Linked DNA regions of Mus musculus: regions 1, 2 and 3 are each linked to region 4. A link is a contact called in public HiChIP or PLAC-seq and promoter capture Hi-C data. All regions are on one chromosome and are shown on one strand. Each heading gives the region's core, a stretch centred on a gene start, on an enhancer-like site or on the middle of the called end of the contact. The rest is flanking DNA. Distances are from core to core; before and after follow the strand shown.

Evidence for each region. Promoter capture Hi-C pulls out the DNA fragments that hold promoters and counts their contacts. HiChIP or PLAC-seq counts read pairs in DNA pulled down with a chosen protein or histone mark.
Region 1: a contact with region 4 is called in a promoter capture Hi-C map of pre-B cells, with 4 times the contacts expected there. The contact joins the promoter of Arhgap31 here to the promoter of Ndufb4 in region 4. A contact is called at or near these places in 1 of 39 promoter capture datasets (pre-B cells) and 1 of 484 Hi-C or Micro-C datasets (pre-B cells).
Region 2: a contact with region 4 is called in an H3K27ac HiChIP or PLAC-seq map of double positive thymocytes, with 5 times the contacts expected there. The contact joins the promoter of Parp9 here to the promoter of Ndufb4 in region 4. A contact is called at or near these places in 2 of 39 promoter capture datasets (liver and pre-B cells) and 1 of 115 datasets of contacts at active chromatin or transcription factors (double positive thymocytes).
Region 3: a contact with region 4 is called in a promoter capture Hi-C map of the C10 cell line, with 2.3 times the contacts expected there. The contact joins the promoter of B4galt4 here to the promoter of Ndufb4 in region 4.

The regions. Positions count from the first base shown.
Region 1 is chr16:38,711,594-38,715,774 of GRCm38.p6, reverse strand. Arhgap31 (Rho GTPase activating protein 31) reads left to right here and starts at 2,740. Exons shown (of 12, transcript NM_020260.2): 1 at 2,740-3,201. The coding sequence starts at 3,102.
Region 2 is chr16:35,936,509-35,940,500 of GRCm38.p6, reverse strand. Parp9 (poly (ADP-ribose) polymerase family, member 9) reads right to left here and starts at 2,031. Exons shown (of 11, transcript NM_030253.3): 1 at 1,441-2,031. It overlaps Dtx3l (deltex 3-like, E3 ubiquitin ligase), which reads left to right and starts at 1,474. Exons shown (of 5, transcript NM_001013371.2): 1 at 1,474-1,807; 2 at 3,874-3,992. The coding sequence starts at 1,624.
Region 3 is chr16:38,740,669-38,744,604 of GRCm38.p6, reverse strand. B4galt4 (UDP-Gal:betaGlcNAc beta 1,4-galactosyltransferase, polypeptide 4) reads right to left here and starts at 2,346. Exons shown (of 7, transcript NM_019804.4): 1 at 2,237-2,346.
Region 4 is chr16:37,652,487-37,656,594 of GRCm38.p6, reverse strand. It overlaps Ndufb4 (NADH:ubiquinone oxidoreductase subunit B4), which reads left to right and starts at 2,227. Exons shown (of 3, transcript NM_026610.1): 1 at 2,227-2,415. The coding sequence starts at 2,236.

The DNA of each region.
Region 1 (4,181 bases), core at 1,491-3,990, 1.1 Mb before region 4:
TTGGGGGATAATGTCGACATTTCCACTCCCAATGACGGTGATGTATAATGCTCAAGTATTCTCTTGCTTTTTACCACTAACTGGGAACTGGGTTTGGCCTTAATTCAGACAGCCTTGGTTCTGTCTGGACAGGTCCAGATGACTGACACCATTAACACTTTGTCAGCCTCAGTGACTACAGTCATAGATGAACAGGCCTCAGCTAATGTCAAGATACAGAGAGGTCTCATGCTGGTTAATCAACTCATAGATCTTGTCCAGAAACAACTAGATGTATTATGACAAATAACTCAGCAGGGATGTGAACAAAAGTTTCCGGGATTGTGTGTTATTTCCATTCAGTATGTTAAATTTACTAGGACAGCTAATTTGTCAAAAAGTCTTTTTCAGTATATGTTACAGAATTGGATGGCTGAATTTGAACAGATCCTTCGAGAATTGAGACTTCAGGTCAACTCCACGCGCTTGGACCTGTCGCTGACCAAAGGATTACCCAATTGGATCTCCTCAGCATTTTCTTTCTTTAAAAAATTGGGTGGGATTAATATTATTTGGAGATACACTTTGCTGTGGATTAGTGTTGCTTCTTTGATTGGTCTGTAAGCTTAAGGCCCAAACTAAGAGAGACAAGGTGGTTATTGCCCAGGCGCTTGCAGGACTAGAACATGGAGCTTCCCCTGATATATCTATGCTTAGGCAATAGGTCGCTGGCCACTCAGCTCTTATATCTCACGAGGCTAGTCTCATTGCACGAGATAGAGTGAGTGTGCTTCAGCAGCCCGAGAGAGTTGCAAGGCTAAGCACTGCAATGGAAAGGCTCTGCGGCATATATGAGCCTATTCTAGGGAGACATGTCATCTTTCATGAAGGTTCAGTGTCCTAGTTCCCTTCCCCCAGGCAAAACGACACGGGAGCAGGTCAGGGTTGCTCTGGGTAAAAGCCTGTAAGCCTAAGAGCTAATCCTGTACATGGCTCCTTTACCTACACACTGGGGATTTGACCTCTATCTCCACTCTCATTAATATGGGTGGCCTATTTGCTCTTATTAAAAGAAAAAGGGGGAACTGTGGGAAGCCGCCCCCACATTCGCCGTCACAAGATGGCGCTGACATCCTGTGTTCTAAGTTGGTAAACAAATAATCTGCGCATGAGCCAAGGGTATTTACGACTACTTGTACTCTGTTTTTCCCGTGAACGTCAGCTCGGCCATGGGCTGCAGCCAATCAGGGAGTGATGCGTCCTAGGCAATTGTTGTTCTCTTTTAAATAGAAGGGGTTTCGTTTTTCTCTCTCTCTTGCTTCTTACACTCTGGCCCCAAAAAGATGTAAGCAATAAAGCTTTGCCGTAGAAGATTCTGGTTGTTGTGTTCTTCCTGGCCGGTCGTGAGAACGCGACGAATAACAGACAGGCAGAGGTGCCTCCAAACTAGAAGGCTTGTCTTGAAAGCCAGCCGCCGTGTCTTAACGTATGGCACTCCTTGTTTTACGAGAACGCACTTGTGGTATAAGCAGAGCTTCCTTCCCACAGGAGACGACAGAAATCCAGCTTTCTTACGGAGAAACATCTTAATTCTTTAGTGTTGGCTAAATTTTTTTTTAAACAATATGTTCCAAACAAAACACATCTGTAGGCCAAATTTGGTAGGCTGGCTATCAGGTTATGTCTGGACATAGAGAGAAGGTCAGAGTTCAAAGTTCATAAACTGCCATGATGGCTTTTAAGAGGAATCAGTAACTAAAATGCAACACATAATACTTTTGCCAGCTATATGAATGTACCTACCCTTCAAGCCTATATATGGATTTGAATGGATGCAGGAAGTTTAATCTAATCTTTGAGTTGTCAAGGCACAAGACTTTAAGTGTTCACTGTGTGCTGAGTACACACGAGTCAAGGAATTCCAACTAAAGCAGGAAAAACATGCCGGGGTGAAAACATACGCCTCAAGTTTTAAAACAACCTGGGAGACTGGCAAAATGTCAGCGCCCCTTAAATCTTGGTTTCTTTACTCAAATCTCTTGCAGTTAGTAAGATCGGGATGTGTGTGTGCGTGTGTGTGTGTGTGTGTGTGTGTGTGTGTGTGTGTGTGTGCCTGAACTTGAGTTTGTAACTAGAAATATAACTTCTTCCTGGGCAGTGGTTACAAAGCTGCACCTCTCTCTCGCCCGAGGGTATCCTAACCTCAGCGTGGGAGAGGAGACGTCTGGGCTTCAGGGACCGCAGACCCAGGCAAAGAGAGATGGGAGTGGCCAACGTAAAGGCTTTGCCGGTCAGGTTTCTGGAATCCCAGTCTTTGTTACTGTCACTACACTTAAGTGTCGACGGAGGAGAAAGGCAGGCACTGAAATAGAAAGTGTCAGGACTGGGATGACAAGGAGAGCAATTCCATGAGCACCCATCCCGAGCCCTCCCTGCAGAGTCCGGCGCCGCCTCCTGCGCTGTGCAAAGAGCCTGACTGGCGGCAGGAAGCGGGCGGGCGGCCGCGGCTCCTCGCGAGGCCGATTTCCTCCGGGACGGCCCTGGGCGATACTCTGGACTAGCAGAGCCACTTCGGGAGAGCGCGATCTCTCCCCCAGCCCGCGCAGCTCAACCCACCCACTTACTTCCTTCGACTGCACTCACAAACACACACACACACACACACACACACACACAGCTGCCAAAAATTTCCAACCTCCGCCCCCCTCCGGAGCTGACTTCCTTCCAGCGCTTCCTGAGCTGGACGATCCTGGGATTTGTAAGACAGGAAAAAAGGGACGGCGCAAGGGCGGGCAAGGGGACGTGATGCTGGCTGTTCGCGGTCCTCCAGCGCTCTGAAGGCAGAGCGCGGGCCTAGGGCGGAGCACACTCAGCCCCGGGGCGGTCCCCTAACCGCCGCGCCCCGGCCCCGGCTCCTCGCAAGGCTCAGCCGAGAAGCGCGGGGAGACGCCGCCGGAGCCCGAGTAGGGAGGTGACACCCGCCCGGGGCGGTGCACGGCCCAATCTGCGCGCCCATGCGGACCCGCGGCGCCGCTCTGCCCTGGTGACCCGACCCCGAAACCCTCATCAGCGGTGCGGAGCAGAGAGCGCAGACGGAGGGGCAGCCTCTGTGGGGCTAACTCATGAAGAACAAGGGTGCCAAGCAGAAGCTGAAACGAAAGGGAGCCGCCAGTGCGTTTGGATGTGACCTGACGGAGTATCTGGAAAGTTCGGGACAGGATGGTAATGTACCCCCCCCCCTTTTTTTTTTTTGTTTAAGAGCGATGGATTTCTCTTGGGGTGTGCTGGATGCAGTTCACAAGTTAATGTGTTCCAGGCTCGTGCGCTCACTGTACTTTAATAGGAAAAAAAAAAAAAAAAAAAAAAGACAGTTCTTAACCACATCGCCTCCACCCCACAGTGCAGGAGCTGGGTCTGTCCATCCGACGTGTCACAGGAGCGGTGGATGAGCAGTGGTGTAGCTGTGGCGTTTACTGGCCATTTCTGAGGCTGAAGCCCCGGGAGGGAGGCTCGGGTCTTAAACTTTGGGTATTGAAAGGGAAAGATGAGGGGGTGACTGACGTGTGGTGAATCTCTCTGGATGTATCATTGTGATCATCTTAAATGTGCCTCCTGTACTGGAAGGTTTCACCGGCTCACATCCTTTTTTATTAATGTGGTAGGAGGCAGTGTGCTGGGGGTGGGGCGGGGAATCCTGGCTGGGGGAGTGCTTGCACAAACATTTTCTGTATTTCTGAGTTGATGCCAAATATACAGTACCTCCCCCGACCCCCCCCCCACCTCACCACCACCACCCTTTACCTCCTCCTGCCTTTTCAGAGGGGCCTTTGGTGTGTCCTGCGAGCAGTGTGTCGTAAGAAGGTCAGAGGGCCTCAGCTTTAAAAGAGTTTAGGATATAGAAGAGCGTCTCTGGTTTTTTTTTTTTTAAGTCAGCTTGGAAAAAGAAAAAGAGGAGCCAGTGGAAACAGTTTAAACATTTGGTGGGTGGGGAAAAATGAAAACAAACTATACTGGGATAACACCGTCTTGGAGGGTAAAAGTTTTTAATATAGCAAAGGTGGGGGAATGGGGCATGAAATGACTCCTTTTGTAAAGTTGACTGGTTCTGGACTTTAAAAAAAAAGGCTTCTTTGGAAACTTCAGAGAAAGAGAAAAGAGCCCACTACACATATCTCATATCTATCATTATACATAGATAAATA
Region 2 (3,992 bases), core at 782-3,281, 1.7 Mb after region 4:
GATTATAGCATTAATACTGTTTACCTTCAGGGAATTTTAGTTGGAGTGGGGGGGGGGGGGGCTGGAGGGGCTGGAATAGGAAACGCTTTACAGAAGTGAGGTCTTGAAGGTGTTGGTACACTTAGAAAATGGTAACAAAGTGCTGAGACCAGGCAAACCACCTAAGGAGCAGCCTTCTCAACAGTGGTGCGTCCCACCGGGCGTGTGAAGACTGAGGAAACTGCTTGAACCTGCACGGGCTGTGTTCTGAATCTGTGATAAACAACTCTGACCTAAGGATGTCTGGATAAAAATCTGAAGCTCTGGGAAATCGCACTTTCTCATGATTTTAACCTAGTAGCCTAAAAACTAAAATTATGAAATGTTAGACTCATGACTAACACTTACAATAGTCTCTGGGATGATCTGTAATGTCTTTGCAGTAGAAAAACACTGTACAACACGAGAGCACAGCTGGCCATGCCCATCCAGGAGTCACTCGAATACTAACCCCAAACTGGCCGGACAGGATCCGGGGAGCCTGCAGAGGGCAGTATTGCTTTCACACAAGAAAGACCTCTAAGGTTCCTTGGAGGCTGCAGCTGAGAGGTTGCTTTGGGGTGCACTTGTCTGTCTTGAGGCAAGCAGGCCAAAAGCAAAACTTCCTTTTTCCTTGTCCTTTTATATAGGCTGCTACCAGGACGCGTGACCCAGATTTAGGGCGGGTCTTCCAGTCTCAAAAGACCCAATCAAGAAAATCGCTCACAAGCACTACCCAGCTAGCTGGGGTTTTAGCTGATTCCAGACGCAGTCAAAATGACAACCAAGATTAACCATCACCTATGAGCTAAACTATGGTGTTAACCTTTAGAATTAACACACATAATCCCCACTTTATTTCTGTTGACGCTATAGATCTTACAGACCCTTCCTCTTCCTCTCCCTGGCCTGGAACCCAGCCCTCTGGACTTTAGGCTACTGCTGTCCCAGCCTAGAATACTTTCCTCCCCTCCCCCAACCCCTTAAGATACCTCTTGAAACCTGCTCTTTGGCTTTTGCTTTGTTCACAGGTACTGACTGCTTCTGTGCTCAGTTCCTCGTTACCTCCCTCTCTAGGGACTCAGGGAAGCAAGCCGATCTGTGCTATTCGCTAACTTAAGGCCCTCGAGCAGAAAATCCCTAAGGTGCCCAGCTAACAGGAAAAGTACAGGTCACCAAGCAGGTAAACTCTCTCCACTTGAAATCAGAACCGCATCTCAGTAAATACTAGTTACAACAATCATTTCAAAAAGTACAAACAGGTGAAACTCTTTACCCCTCTATTCCGCTCCACCCTTGAGAGGCCTGAACCTGGGATCCGGGTTCCCGCCAAACTTCCGATCCTGCAAGAATAGAAGGGCGACCTGCCACCGTAGGGAAACTTCCTCTGAGCGCCCACCGCCGAGCGTGCGAACTACTCACCGGGTGATGGCTCTGAGAGATGGCAGAGCAAGACAGGCGGCGGCTCTGCGGAGAACAAGGAGGGACCTTCTGGGGAATCGAAACTGAAACTTTGCCTCTCGGGTCTTTAGGGCAGGGCTCGCCTTTGCTCTTCCCTGTCTGTGCAGCGCCCCTGAGCCCCAAACGAGCCAGACGCGGATAGCCATGGCTTCCAGTCCCGACCCGCCGTCCCCGCTACTCGTACGGCTGCGGGAGTCCATCCCCAAGGCGCACAGGAAGCTCGAGATATACTTCCAGAGCCGGGCCTCGGGAGGTGGGGAGTGCTCTGTCCAGCCCGTGGGCCCCAGCGCCCCGGACACCTACGAGGTGAAGTTCCTAAAAAAAGCAGGTGAGCCGGGGCAGGGGAAACAGGGCAAGGCTCGGGTGCAAGGGTAGAACCAGCAGGTTTCCAAACCGATCCCTGCATGCTTCCGACGAGAGCCCACGCGAGTGTGGCTCTCTGTCTGTGGGAGAGTGCGGTCCACAGACTCCCTCCATCCCACAGTGGCGGAGAGAGCCTCGTATGAGTCCAGCCGCTGATGAGGTCGCGGTTCGACTCCATCTGAGAATTTCCCAGCAGACCCAGTTGAGAGAAGAAACAAAGTGTGGGGGTTGGGATTGAGGAGGAAATCCAGAACCTTGTGCACGCTAGGCAAGTGCTCCACCACCGATCTCGACTCCAAGCCATTTTAATGTTGTAAATAAAGATTCCGTTGACTTATTTTTAAGGACTACAAAAGTAATATATGACTTTAAAGAGGAAAGTCAAAGAAAAATTATCTGAAGATAGTTTGGTGGGGTTTGGTTTGGTTTTGGTTTTGGTTTTTGGTGTGTGTGTGTGTGTGTGTGTGTGTGTGTGTGTGTGTGTGTGTGTGTTTGGTTGATTTTAGAGACAGGGTTATTCCTTGTATCCTTGTCTGTCCTGGAACTAGCTCCATAGGCTGACCTCAAACTCGCAGAGATCCTCCTTCCTCTACTGGGATTAAAGGCAGGTGGTGCCACACTAATGTCCTCAATGGGGGCATTTTCATGCATTCTTTTCTGAGAGTCAGCAAATGAATATACATTCTAAACTTTTTGATCTTGTTTCTTTTGGGGGGCCGGGGGTTTCACCATTTAACTATACAATAACCATTATTCAATGTCATTGAAATGAGAGATTCAAAACCATTACAAAACATAGGTTTCCCCACCACCACCCCTTTGAGACAGGATCTTGCCATGTGCCATTGGTTGGCCTTGAACTCATAATACCCCTACCCCTACCACTACCATTTAAGTGCTAGATTGTGAGTGTGTACCAGCATGCCCAGACTAGAAATGTGATTTCTAATAACCAAATTATATTCCTATGCTAAAACTTAAGCTCCCTTCTTTAGAGTTCTGATTAGCTTCTCCTATCACCAGCCTGCTATTCCAGAATGCCAGAAATAACTGTTCAGGTCCTCTGTATGCATTTGACCAGGAGCCTACAACAGATACCACCAAGGGCCAACTTGGTGAACCAATGCATTACTTATTGCATTGGTATTGGTTATTGGATTTACTTACAGGAATATGGGAAACGACTCAAAGGCAACTGCATCACCAAAGCCCACCTAGCATGGGTGACAGCTCACAAAGCTGGGAACCTGGAGCTCACTGCACACCTACAGGCAGCTCAATAGGTTAGGGAGTGTTCTTTCCAGGTGGCTCAGTTGGTCTAAACTTCCTCCTAAGTGGAGCTTAGAGTTCACTTCCTGCAGGCAGCTTCTCTGGTGGTTTAAGTTTTCTTCACAGCTTGTTTTGTCTAAGAGTCTCCTATGCAGACCTTTAATGAGTCCTCACAGCAGCTCTGTTCTGGGAGTCTCAGGAGGACTCTTCCCAACAGTCTCTATTGTTTATTCATTCAGGGAGGGGCCTATGAGTCTGGTCAGTTTCTGGGATTTCCTGAAGCTATTTTGAGTTGTTTACCTTCTTGCTTAAGGAACTTCTTTGCAGGGTGGAATGTTTCAGTCTTGAGAAAATTTACACAACAGTCCCATACCCTATGGTTTATTCAAATAAAGTCTATGGAAGGCGAACCAATGCATTTATAGTAGTGGCACATGCCTTTAATTGTAGCACTCTGGAGGCAGGGGCAGGCAGATCTCTGTGAGTTCAAGGCCACCCTGGTCTACACCAGGAGTTTCAGGACAGCCAGGACTACCTAAGGTCTCAAAAACAAAAAATAAAACAAAACAAAAAAATGAACAACTAAAAAGCATATGTGAGAACATGGGTAGCTTATGTGAAAGTCCTAAGCTTATTAGGGACATCTCTGGAGGTAGCATGCTCAGACGTTTCTAGAATCAACCTACAGGGATACTGAGGATCAGCTATGTAAATTCTCTCTTATTTCTGTGTGAATGTGTATGTTTAATGTCTCCCCTGAAGATAAGGAGAAAGTGTTGAAAAAGAGCGAACACGAGATGTTGGTCCATAACAAACCTGTGACCATTGTCCTGGAAACTACTAAAAAGCCAGTAGAGGACCTGAGACCCAGACTCCCATCC
Region 3 (3,936 bases), core at 1,097-3,596, 1.1 Mb before region 4:
CCTATCTACACACATACTTTTATCCTCAGTGTGAGTGTGTGTGTGTGTGTGTGTGTGTGTGTACTTCAGCATTAGCCAGAGAAGCCTGTACTGTGTACCCTCTGTACTCTTCTTAAAATACCTATTCCTGGGTCCACACCCATTGTTTCAATGGTCTGGGGTGGAGCCAAGAAATTTGTATTTTAAACAGGAACCTGGGTAACTCTGATGGTCTTTAAAAAGAAAAAAAAAAAAAAATAGCCAGAAGTCGCCAATGGTTCACAGTTATAATACCAGCACTAAGACTGAAGCAGGAGGATTACCCACCCAGTTCCAGGCCAGTCTGGACTGCATTCATGAGTTCTAGGCTGACTTTCTTTGGATGGTCCCAGTATGGATAAAAGGACTTCCAAGAGACGTTTGTTTGGTGTTTGGTTCCCAAGGCACACACTATTACCAGCACAGCTCAGAGAAGGGACTAAATACCTATATCAAGTGGCACACAGAATGTAGTAACGGAGCCGCCGTTACGGCCCTCCCTACCTATTCTTCACCAAACAGTTCGGCATGGTCAGCAATTGATTTTGAGATGCCCCCGTCCCCCATCAAAGTTGTGGACCTCTCTCAAATGCGGTCAGGGGTTTGTGCTATTTCACGGAGTTTTCAGTGTCCACACAGAGGCCAAATCTGTTCTTAAAAATTCACTTTAAGAACAGAAGAAAAGAAAACCCCCAATGTAGGAGCTAGAGAAAGTACCCAAGAGCTGAAGGGGTCTGCAACCCTAATGGTGGAACAACAATATGAACTAACCAGTACCCCCCAGAGTTTGTGTCTCTAGCTGCATATGTAGCAGAAGATGGCCTAATTGGCCATCATTGGGAAGAGAGGACCCTTGGTCTAGCAAACTTTATATGCCCCAGTACAGGGGAAAGCCAGGGCCAAGAAGTGGGAGTTGAGTGGGTGGGTGGGGGTGGGGGGTAATAGGGGACTTTGGGGATAGCATTTGAAATGTAAATGAAGAAAATATGCAATAAAAAAGAAAAATCCTAAAGAAAAATGTCAAAATCATTATTACTGTTAAGAAAAAAGAAAAGAAAAGAAAAGAAAAGAAAAGAGAAAAGAGAAAAGAGAAGAGAAGAGAAGAGAAGAGAAAAGAAAAAAGAAAAGAAAAGAAAAGAAAAGAAAAGAAAAGAAAAGAAAAGAAAAGAAAAGAAAAGAAAAGACCATCAACAACGCAGTGTTTCCTTCCCAGGAGGTGCATTCCTCCACGCTCTGGCATGGGGGGGGGGGCGGGGGGGGAGCGGGGCCGGCAGCCTTCAACTCTATCTTGAATTTCACTTTCTCAAACTGAATCATATCTGACATTCCTTGAGTTTCATATATCCTCTGAAGATTCATTACACACACACACACACACACACACACACACACACCAGTTAATGAATTTTTTTAAATGAGACCGAGAGACCTTTTTTCAACTCTCAAATTACCACCTTCTGTCTGCTCTTTCATTACCAAACCACTGGGGAGATCAGCCCGCGCCCGGAGCACCCCCACATCCTCCTGCCTCCTGGCTCACTTCTGAACACTTTGCAACCCACAGGCACCAGACTTGGCTAATACCCTCCTAAGGTTACCTCCCCGCAAAGGCCTTCTCTAGATACTTCTCTCCCACACCCTTCAGCACCCGAACTCCTAACCAATCGCCCTTATCTAAGGGAAACCAGAAGATCCAGTGATGCAGATCCACAGACCCTGGAGGGAACAGGTGCCCGACCTACACACAGCAGGTGGGTCTCAAGCCCTTCAAACCCCATGTGAGTGCCCCTGGCTTGGCCGAAGGTATCTCGGGCCCTTTCAGGCATGGAAGTACAGATCAGATGAGCTGTTTCCCCAGGTGAAAGGCTGTCTGACCCTGACCGAGAAGGATGGGCCTTTTCCAGGTAGAGGCGCCGGGAGACGCAAGCACCCGGACGCGGGACGCGGCCGGATGCACCCTGCATCTCCCCGCTGCGCGCAACATCTCCCCAGCTCTGAGCTCTGGGGCGCCGGCACGGGAGCCGGAGCCCCGCCAAGGTGGGCCTCTGCAGGCCCCCAGCTCGCCCGCCGCTCGCTCGGCCGGCAGGACAGCAGCGCCGAGGCCTGAGCGCGCAGGCTCCGCGTCCGCCCGGCACCATCCCGTGGACCCACCCGGCTCACAGCCCGACGATGGCCGCTCGGAGCGCGCAGCAGCGGAGCTCGGGCCCGGCGTACTCACCCCGGACGCGGCCACCGGGAGGCCGCCCGGGGAAGGGGAGGTGGTGAGGAGCAGCCCCGGGGATCGCGCTCGTGGACCGCCTGCGCCGCCGGGAGGCGGCTCTGCAGCCCCGGCTCCGCCTCGCGCGCAGCGCCATCGAGGGGGCGGGTCTGCCCGGTTCTCTCAAGACCTGGTGCAGCCTCCCTCCGGCCAATCCCACCACGCGCTGCGGGAGCTTGAGAATTAAAAGGGGTGCACACCGTAGTCTTTAGATCACAAACCGTACTGAGGATAACTAGTTAGGCTCCGGGCGCTTCTCAGATTCCATCCCCGGGGACATCACCGGAACCTGGAAAAGAGATCATATCCCAGTGCTTTACAGAGCAGGAAAGTGACGCTTTGGACTTACAGGAATGTGCAACCTTTTGACTTCTCTGGGCAACATTAAATGAAGGGTGGCTTCAGGCCACATCATAGAATCCAGAAGTCTACAGTTACATGTTTATTTTGCGTGACACTACCAGGCGACATTGTCATTTATAAAGTTCATGTTTGAGAACCCTGAAATCGAGCACACAAACACACACACACACACACACACACACACACAAAACCACTTCAGCCTTCATAGTAGTTTAAGTAAGTTTACAGTTTGTGTTGGGTTGATTTTATAGCCATCCTGGGGCAAGGGTTAGACACATCCTCAAGAAAGTCTAAAGTCCTGATAGGTTATAGCCTGCTCAGCCATGCATTGTACCAAATTAAAGACCAAATGATATTATGCGAATCATAATATTTCAAATATAATCATAATAATCAAATTAGGCTAAAATTGATAGAAAACTAATGGTGAGGTCTTCATAGGCGCACAACAGTCTGCATGCTGCCAGCTCTCTCTGAGAAGCTACATGAAAATCACCTGATCCATCGCAAGTGAAGCAAGGGTGCTCAGCCTGTGGGTCGCGACCCCCGTGTGGAGTTGCATATTTGATATTTATAGTTCGTAACAGTAGCAGAATTACAGCTATGAAGCAACAAGGAAATAACTTTATGGTTGGTGGTTACCACGACATGAGGAACTGTATTAAAGGGCGGCAACATTAGGAAGGGTGAAAAGCGCTGCTCTAAAAAGGAGCAAACTGAATCAGTCCTGAGGTACTGGGCTTTAAACAGGCCTAGGACCATTTTGATGCCACTTATCTGTGTCACCACTGTGATGGAATTTGGAGCCTGTAGTCCGAGCCTCCTGCATCATGCTGACCCCTCTGAAGAGCACTGGGAGGTGCTGAGACTACTATACCCTGGCAGAAGAAACACTGAAATCTCTCAGTAGAAGACTGGTCTCCCTTCTGTCCCATGGAGTTCAAACAGATACAAGTTAACAATTTTAAAATGTTTTCATTTATTTGTGTATTTACTTACTGTTTAGTGCTAAGGAAAGGAATCAGGGCCTATCCTACCTGCTACAAATAGCCACTAAACTACACACAGTTATCACCACTCCCAGTCCTTCCACACAGGCACACTTTGAGTTCACAGTCTTTTTTAAACCATTATACCAGTTAGTTTTTGTCAACTTGACATAGACTAGAGTCATCAATTGAGGTATCATCTCCATCAGACCAGCCTATGAACTGATTTTCTTGATTAGTAATTGATATGGGAAAGCCATCACACATTAGATGATGCAACTCCCAGAACAGGTGGTTCTGGGTTATATA
Region 4 (4,108 bases), core at 978-3,477:
AACTTTCTTCCCCCCCCCCATTTCCCCTCTCCTCCCCTTCTCCATCCCCGTCCCTCCCGCCCCCCTTCTTTAAATTGAGTGTAATAATTTTTCTACTGCCCTGAAGCAGGCTTTCTTATGAGTCGATTTAGCTTCATATTCATTTGGACATGGAACTACTTTGCAGATATCCTGCTCTGCCTGTTCACTGCATGACTGTCAGCTACGGGGGGGTGGGGGGGTGGGGGGGTGGGGGGGGCGGATAACAAGGATCCAGCTTCCATTTCTTGTGTAATTTCTCTACTGAGCCCAGAAGATTGACTAAGACGGAATGGTGTAAGGTATGCTTCATGCAGGGGTGCTTAATAAATATTTTAAAACAGTATTAGAGTGTTGAATAAATTTGACAGCAGTGCTGTTGCTCATCACTTCAGTGCCAACACTTTCTAGGCCCTGTCACTGCCTAGCAACCACTCCCCCCACATACCTACATGTCCCCGGAAGTTTGAGCCAAGTTGAAGCTCTTTTTTGATCTAGCTTTCCTTGTTGGTGTTATTGTTTCCATTGTTGCCTCCTGAGGAGTGTTTTATGGGAAGCTAAGGACCCTGCTGTGTGCCTTGAAGTTGATCTTTCCCCTTAGTGATAGTGTGTGGGGGTGGGGGTGGGGGAGTGAGGAGTGTGAGTGGGAGGGAGTAAGGAGGGGTGGTGACAGGGGGTGGAGCATTGGAGGGGGGATGGGAGCGGGAGGTGCAGAGATGCTGAGAGCTGCATGTTACCTTCATTTACTCTCCAAATCATCTTTCCTGTTCTTATTCTCTTGAAACAGAGGTTTGTGGTGTACCCCAGGCCGGCCTTGAGCTCAGAGCTCCTGCCTCAGCCTCCCAAGGGTTTGCGGGAATGCACTGTTATTCTGCTTGTTACTTTCCTATCTGAAAGGATGTCTTTTACTTTCAGCACCTGAGGAGTGCTGAGGATTTAAGAGAGGTGTTTTTGTTTTGTTTTGTTTGCATTTTCACTAAGGTATTTACTCAGGAGTTTCATTCTTTATTATTTTCTGATCTACTACAGCCAGGTAAAACTTGCTCTGTAACCCCACTCTCCTTTTAAACAGTATTTTATGTCTTCAAAAGATAAGCTTATACTTAGGTGGTGAAGAACCAGTCTGCCTCCATCTTAGGTTTAAAAGCCATCTGATAGTAAAGACAAACTAAGTTAAACAAATTAACTTGATGAATTAAAGCTGTTAATTAATCAAAGATTGGGCTATGCCCCACCTGTAACCTTAACTACAAATGGTTCTGTACTGCCTGTTCCAGGAATAGCACTCACATTTTTGTTTCAAAAAGTTAATGTTTATCTTGCAAAAGGTTTGTATGGGTACCTTGTATGACTACCTGCTGTTATGACTGCCTTTGTGTCTTTGTTTCAGGAGACTAACTTATTATGCCTATATTCTGCTCCTGTAACTCCTATTTTGCCACAAATCCCCCATTTAGAACTCCTCTACCTCTGAGCTATAAAAGCCTTCCTCACATCCAATGAACCTTGCCTTAGGAGGAGGCAGGGGGAGGCAGCTCGTGTACAGGAATAAAAACCTGACTTTAATTAATCTGGACGAGATGATCTGAGTCGGTGGTCTTTCTCCTCCCATCTTTGGGGTTAACAGTGGATTGGTCCTAAAGTGGTAACCTTTAGAAAGCTTATTCTCTTTTTTGTTTGGGGTGGGGCGTAGCTAGGGAAATGTTTGAAAAGCAATTTCATTGTTTTCAATGTCTCATTTAATTCCAACAACCTTGCTAGGAGTGCAGAGTCAAGGTCATTTCTCCAGGGTAAGAAAAAGGAAATTTGGGAGACACTAATGACCTTGACTAATGACAAGGTCACCCAGGTTGGAAGAACCCACCCTGGACTGTAGGACTTCAGGAGTCACAGACAACCCAGTTTCCCAGTCTCCTCTAGTCTACTCAACTTCAGGAAATCAGTTCTGCAAACAAGTAGTAGCACAGAGAGAAAAGGAGTTTACCACCAGACAAGAGGAGGCAAAACGAGAAGCAGTGCGCACGCGCAGAATACGCGGGACGAGGGCGTGAAGGAGGATTGGCAAAGGCTCCACCCAGCCTCGAACCCCACCCCTCTCCCGCCCCTTCCTGCCAGAGCGCCTTGTGCGCGCGCAGGCGCACTTCCTGAGCCTGAAGGTCAGACTCGAGAGGGCAGCCCTCATATCCGCGCAGGCGCAGATGTGCGCCGGGAGTCAAGATGTCGGGTTCCAAGTATAAGCCTGCGCCCCTGGCCACTCTCCCCAGTACCCTCGACCCTGCCGAGTATGACGTGTCTCCGGAGACCAGAAGGGCGCAGGTCGAGCGCTTGAGCATAAGGGCCCGGCTTAAACGGGAGTATCTGCTTCAGTACAACGACCCCAAACGCGTGTCGCACATCGTGAGTGGGGCCGGGCGGGACTGTGGGCCGGGGCAGCCGCATCTCGCGTGGGCACACGCGGGGCCGCCCAGCTCCCTCCGTGTGCTGGACACCGGCCCCGAGCCGCACAGCCCTTGGCCCTTCAACTTCGGCCTTCGGCTCAGTGGTCAAAGGGATCGGACGGCTTCCCCCTTGGTTTAGAGAAACTTGTTCCACTCTGCATAGTCTCGGCTTTCTTGTCTGAAACATGGCCATAATATGGTCCTTCATATCTTTTGAGGCAGATTAACACATGACTGACTAATCTAGCACAGTATCTTCCTCGAAAAGGGCGTGCTCAAGCCCGGTTCTCCCAAGTGTACTGCATAAAAAGCTGTTTTGTGCCATTCAGCTCCTAACTCTCAAGGACACTTCTTTCTTTCTCTTGAGAATAGGGGTTGTTCAAATGAAGTGTGTTATAGAAGCTGAGGCTTTGATGCATTCGGCTTTGGAAGCAGACCTCATGGCCCCATATAATAACCAACTATGATCCCTGGGCAATTTACGTAATCCCTCTCAAACCATAGCTTTTTTGTGTTCTCGTGGAAAATGGTGTGCATCCGTCAGATTTGTGAAATCAAACAAGAAAGTACGTAGCATTACTATGTATGTAACATACATCACTAAAAAAATATTTTGGCAAGTGTGCTTTTAGACAGTTTCTTCTGTAAAAGCTGTCTAAATATCTCAAATGGGATTTTTTTTTAAATAAAGATTTTCCAACAATTGCATACATATTCTCTATCATTTTTGAAAGTTAGAACAACCAAGGGAAAGTTACACAAAGTGGTCAGGTTCAATGCTAGTCTCCAGGTGGCTCAGAATGCCAGGTCCTCCAGCCACAGCCTCACATACTGGGGTTACTGCCACTTGAAACCCATGCCTGGTCTGAAAGACATTTAAAAAAATTAAATGTCGCAGTCATTCACAGAGGTTACTGTGTTAGTCTCTTGGCTTTCTAGATGAGACTGTATGGACAGTGACACCCAGAAACAGGTCACACACCCTAGTCTGTGTGACTTATATTACCTTCTGCACAGATAGAGTATCCTCAAGCAGACCTTTGTTTACATGGTGAAAGAGATACACCTGTTCTATACTATAAGCTAGATAGCATGGGATTGTTACTATTTTTTTTTTTTTTTCAGACAGGGTCTGAATATACAGCAGCCCTGGCTGTCCTGGAAATCAGTATGTAGAACAGGCTGGCCTTGAACTCACAGAGATCAACCTGCCTCCGCTTTGTGAGTGCTCACATTAAAGGCATGAACCACAACACGGGGCCTGTTTGTTTGTTTAACTTTTTAAAAGTAACTAGAGTAAGGCCTCAGTCAGATGTGAAGTTTGAACCCCCAGTCGTCTGTTTTTTGATCTCTGTAACCCAGGGAAGTTTCCATTTCGCATCTCTAATAGAAATAGAGACACCTGCCTCCTTAGCTGCCCCATTAATCGTTTACCAGCCAAAACTTGTGCACCCTTTGTCTAGTCTTTAGGGGTAACTAATTAGGTCAAAAATAACTGCTCAGGACCTATTATGAGACGAAGATGCTGAGTTGAGAGTACAAAGCCAGCTGGAAGTCCCTGGCCTTGTAGAGCTACCTGTGTTTGGAATGGGGATGACAAATACTAAGTGCGTTAGAAATCTGAATCATTTGGTGTTTGAGCCGGTGGTGAG